2 separate regions of the Zea mays genome follow, and region 1 is linked to region 2. Evidence: chromatin contacts called from public Hi-C data. All regions are on one chromosome and are shown on one strand. The core of a region is the stretch at or near the end of the contact, and the rest is flanking DNA. Distances in the headings are between cores, read along the strand shown. Region 1 holds the start of LOC100282823 (riboflavin biosynthesis protein ribAB). Region 2 holds the start of LOC100283331 (60S ribosomal protein L36-like).

Region 1 (2,700 bases), core at 42-2,541, 330 kb after region 2:
ACTAATATCTCCTTCCTCATATGTAGTAGTGCTGGAGTTATATCTCATAGATTTGGTTTTAGTTGTACTGAGTTTAAAACCTTTAGGCTCTAGAATCTCCCGCCACAACTCTAGTTTCCTATTTACTTTTGCCAGGATTTTATCAACTAACATTACATCGTCTAAAAAAACATACACCAAGAGATATCTCGTTATATGTCCCTTATGACCTCATCTATCGCCAAGGAAAAAAATAAGGGCTTAAATCTGATCCTTAATATAGTACTATTATAATTGGAAAGTTTTCTGTGTATCTGTCACTTGTTCGAATACTAGTCATACATTATTGTTGAACATGTCTTTAGTAAGTCTGATGTACTTTGTTGAAATTTTAAGTTTGTCTAAAATCCAACCCATAATATTTTTTAGTATTTTATCATAAATCTTCTCAAGCATGTATTGCACAGTACACGAATATGATCTCCAAGTAGGACAATCCAATCTAGCCTGATCATGCACGTTCAATGCCCATGAATGGAACAAAGCGCAGGGATGAGAAGTGTAATACATGCTGAAACTATGAAAATAATAAAGAATACTGGATCCATGCCCAGGTTCAAAACAAACTATGAGATACAAAACATAGTAAAGACAAAATTATAGCGATGAAAAGTGTTAAGGTGTGAAATACACTTAATGTAGCCATTCGCCTACCTTCCCTTCACGCAAAGCACCTATAGCCTGGTCGATCGAGGAGAACCCATCGGTAGGTTTGTCTGGATCACCCTCTGCGTCACTGACAAAGAAATCTCCAGTGTCCTGAGTGATTTCAGCACCGACAGTTCTAAAAGAACCAGCAGACGCATCGAGTCCCTGGAAAACAGGTCCATTACTGTTCTCGATGAAATGCTTACTAAAGCGCCCTGGACCACCGAGTTCATCGCCGATCGCGTAACATCTTAACTTCAAGCATCCCTTTTTTATGACTGCAAATCCTATACTGTTGAGGCCACCAGGACCCTGCTGCAACCTGAAAAGATTGGAACAACTGGCAGGTTACAGAGAAAATACACGAACTCTTCAAAGGCCTTCTTCCACAGACAAAAGAGTTGGGAGGAATCGATACCTCGTGTTTGCATGAGCGTGAGATGGCAAGTGGGAGCTCAGAAGAACACGGTCCATTTGGTGATCCCAGGCTCCCAGTTTGCAAAAGCGTTTGGCTTATATACCTTTATCGCCTGCAGTGTCACAGCACCTCTCAGCCCGTCGTTTGGAGTTATCTGCTCATGCAGATAATGGAAGGAAAAAAAAAAACCGACGGAGTGGAGGGAAACTGACCACATGTTTCTGAGCTGCAAGATAGAAGCAGCCGAATCCGGCACATCGCACACTTCAGGTGATGACAAAGAAACCACGCTTCCAATGCCTTCTGCTATGGGTCAAAAGAAATGTAAGCTGGACGAGACAGCGACAAGTGAAAGATATTTTTGCAGATAGCATCTTTTGGACGGTTTCACGAGATAATGTATCTTCTTCCTTCCAGGTCAATTTCCATCGGAAGTGGGTAGAAGGTTTGCGAGTTCTCTCTTTTTTTTTCCCAGTCAGTAAATGGTCACCACGTTGTAAAAAAAAACAACAACAGCGATTTCATCAGTTATAGACTGTGTGTGTGTGTGTGAAGTGACGGTGAGCATTTCTTTTGAAGAAATCTAAATGCTTAAGCAACATTTGAGACCGGGAGTTTCATGAATGAATTTGAAAGTGTCGGCACTTCGCACTGGAGAGTAGCAGAAGATCCTACCAAGAATCAGGCATCAAGCCAGTTGCCAGCCTGAAAATCAATCGCCTTCAACCTTCAGCTCCTTTCACAAATACTTCCACCGCTTGCAGGACAGAACAACCGAACCCGTTGGTGAAGAGGCCGCGTCATTTGAGGAACGGAGGCCATGGTCGCGACCGCAAGCAGCCGCGGCCAAGTGGTAGTAGAGTCCCCGAACGAAGGAAGCAAGGGCGGGCGCGGCCATGGGCGCTAGGGAAGGTACGTGCATCCGTCTGAAAAGAGTGGAATAGTGAGCGGTGGCTGCCGCGGCGGGGGTGTGGAGGTCTTGGCCGCCGGCGGCAACGTTAGCATTTGGGAGGTCGCGGAATCGGCAGTTCCGCCGGCCGCTTCAGACCGTAGATGCTAATGCAGTATTACTTCCATCCTAAAGAAAAAAAAATCAACCATCACATTCACATATACTAATTTGGTGTTTATCACATTCACATATACTAATTTAGTGTTTGTTTGGGATTATAATCTGGCCAGATTATATAATCTAACAACTTTTGGCTAATAAAAAGTGTTTCTCTGTGTGCGTGAGAGAGAGAACCACTGCACTACGTCCATGCTCTGGTTATTAAGCTTGTATTATCGCCATCTAGCATCTGACAATCGCCTGCTGTAGGCACAGAGCAGCGTGATCAGCCTCATTCAGTGTAGGCAATTGAGCGAGAAAACCAGGATCGCAAGATTGATTAGACTCGCAGCAGCAACATGACTATTATATATGCTTGATGTATGTTAATACAGACATAAAACGCAGAGCAATTGAAACAAACAGAGAACCCAAAGCGTAATCCAATAACTGCCCCCGTCGCATCAGACAACAACTCACAAAGATTTTCTTCCAAAACAAAAATCCACAATGACCCGTTAGCGTTTCACATGACAGCAACAAG
Region 2 (2,700 bases), core at 137-2,636:
CACATAAATAGCCTCAAAAAATCGTGAAATTTTACGGAGATACAACATATGTCCATATGTAACCATAAAAAATGTTTGGATCATAAGATCTATAAGATACCCACGTTTCTTTCCTTTCACTTTCACTTATTTGTATGAGTTACATATGAAATTAGTGTAAGTATCCAAGTTTCAATATAATCAGTACTTCACTTTATCATTTTCATACGAGGACTTGAGTTATCTTCATATAAAATGTTTATTAGTTTTTGTAACTTATTTGCAATTTTTTAGTGAAACTAGAATTTTTTATGAATTTTAAATATTGCGGTGTTGGTTCTACAATGTCCTTGTGATAAGCAATTTTGAACTGCATGATGTCAATTTTACCGGTTTCCTTTCTTACATCTGATCTATCATATACATGATTATGTATTTCTTAAATTATGGATGGTTGGGCAATTAATATCATCGACAATTATCCGGTACCTATCCGAGTAGTATCTGTTATGCGTTTCTTACCCGTCCGGATTATTATCCGGTCCCATCCTGTATCCGTCACGAATCTTAACTACCCGTATCCGGTCCTGTATCCGAGAGAAATACATTAGGGTAGGATACGAGATGACCCTGTATCCGGCTGTATCCGTCCCGTTTTCATCCCTACCGCCGTCCACCGAGACCTCATCAGCCGTCAGAACTGCAGGGCTTAGTTCGTGTCCTCGTGACTGTTTTTACTCTATTTACTGCTGGCTGCTATTACGGTGATCGATCACTGGCTGTTCCTGAGCTTTCACGGCCGGCCGGCCATTGGAGTGAGATCGATCGATGGGCTGCATGCATGATTGGACGGAGTGTGATTCGTTCGATCCCGAGGGAACGAGCTGCTTGATTGAGGGAATCATTCCGTGTGCGCGGGGCGAAGACATGGGTCGCTCTCATCATTAGCCTCAGCCGCCGCCGCCGCTGCTGGACCGCATTGGCATCTGGGTCTCTCCCGTCCGTCCGTCCAGTACTCTTTGACGCTTGCGAGAAAGAGATTGGGTGGAGTTCCAGCGAGGGATTGACTAGATTTTTCATATCCATATCCATCTATATATCTTGCATTTACTAGATTTTTCCACACCCACATATCTAAAATGTTGAACATCAAAGACCCGTTCAATATTCTTTCTTGCTCCTGCCTGCACGAAAGTCGAGCGCCCGACAGGACGCTTCGCTTTAGTAGTAAAGTTTGTGGCTGCTCTTCAAAAATTTCCAACGAACGAAGATCTGGGCCCATGTAACAGAAAAAAGGCCATGAAATGAGAATGAAACAATCTCAGCCCAGCCCACTATCCTCCGGCTGTGAAGCCACCTCCGCGGCTCTTATATAAAGGATCCATTCCGCTAGGGTTTCTCCTCGGTAGCAGCTGGCTCACTTCTCCAGGTAAGGCAAGTCCCCATTCCCGCGCCGCCGCCGTCGCCGTCGCTGATCTGAAACCCAGCGTATCTCCTGCTTATCCTCGGTTGTTTGTCCCCGCGCACAGGAAAGTGTTCGTCCTCATGGCGCCGCCGCAGCCGAAGTCGGGCCTCTTCGTGGGCATCAACAAGGGCCATGTCGTCACCAAGCGCGAGCTGCCTCTGCGCCCGTCCCACCGCAAGGGGGTAAGCCAACTTTCAGCTTTTTTTTAGGGTCATCATGTTGATGTCGCGTCTGTTAGTACCTGTTGGATTAGGTGTTACATATTGTGGGGTTCAGGATGCTGAGATCTTACTAGTTAATAGGATGGGTCAGGATTCGTTTCACCATCTCAAGCCATGCGTTTTAAATCATGTCCTTGTTCATGTTTACAACTCAACCAAACACAATTTCATGGATCTGTAGTACTTGTGAGAAGATGATGGACTAGCTCATTCCTCAAACCAAACACCCTATTATTTATCTTGTAAAAGCCTTGATTGTGTCTGCACTTGTAAATGGCTCATATAAATCTGGTGGACTTGCATATGTTTTTTTTTCACTTGATGATTTTCTGTGCCCTTTATTGTAACTTCATGGTGTATTCAGAAAGCAACGAAGAGGGTGTCCATGGTCAGGGGCCTGATCAGAGAGGTTGCTGGCTTTGCTCCTTATGAGAAGCGTATCACCGAGCTTCTGAAGGTTGGCAAGGACAAGCGCGCTCTGAAGCTTGCCAAGAGAAAGCTTGGAACTCACAAGAGGGCAAAGAAGAAGAGAGAGGAGATGATGGGCGTCCTCAGGAAGATGAGGTTTGTAAATTCGAAACTTTTGTTGTGATACAAAACTAAAATACTGCTTGGTAGCCTGTCTTGTCTTATTTTTCCTTCTGATGTCTTTGCATGTTTAAGTCGTTAGTTTCTGCTAATTTGTTGCATAATTATGGTTTAGTGTGACCCCAACGATTGTGTTTTCATTAATGGGCATCAATCTAAGTTATGCGTATTGATCTTGCCATTTGCATTACCTGGGGATGGTTTTATGTATAGATGATGACTAGTGCTTATTTATTGTATATACTGGTATTCTATCCAAATTTTGTCTGGTCTGCATATATACACATGCCTTGACATTCTATTATCTGGCCAGTCGTATAATTTACACCATCCTTGCACCATTTGTTATACTTCTAACTGAAATGGGCTCTGTGTCGTCATTTAATAATATCTTTGAATTGTTTCAAAACATTGTTGGTATTAGCATTTTCATCTTGATTTAATAGA

What was found. Hi-C and Micro-C count contacts between places; a contact is called where the count stands out from the background.
Region 1: a contact with region 2 is called in a Hi-C map of ear, with 2.0 times the contacts expected there. The contact joins the promoter of LOC100282823 here to the promoter of LOC100283331 in region 2. A contact is called at or near these places in 2 of 25 Hi-C or Micro-C datasets (bundle sheath and ear).

The regions. Positions count from the first base shown.
Region 1 is chr8:119,464,377-119,467,076 of Zm-B73-REFERENCE-NAM-5.0, forward strand. It overlaps LOC100282823 (riboflavin biosynthesis protein ribAB), which reads right to left and starts at 1,292. Exons shown (of 7, transcript NR_178194.1): 1 at 1,106-1,292; 2 at 694-1,009. It overlaps LOC100284318, which reads right to left. Exons shown (of 9, transcript NM_001175443.2): 9 at 2,495-2,700.
Region 2 is chr8:119,130,774-119,133,473 of Zm-B73-REFERENCE-NAM-5.0, forward strand. It overlaps LOC100283331 (60S ribosomal protein L36-like), which reads left to right and starts at 1,387. Exons shown (of 4, transcript NM_001374456.1): 1 at 1,387-1,413; 2 at 1,509-1,626; 3 at 2,030-2,229. The coding sequence starts at 1,525.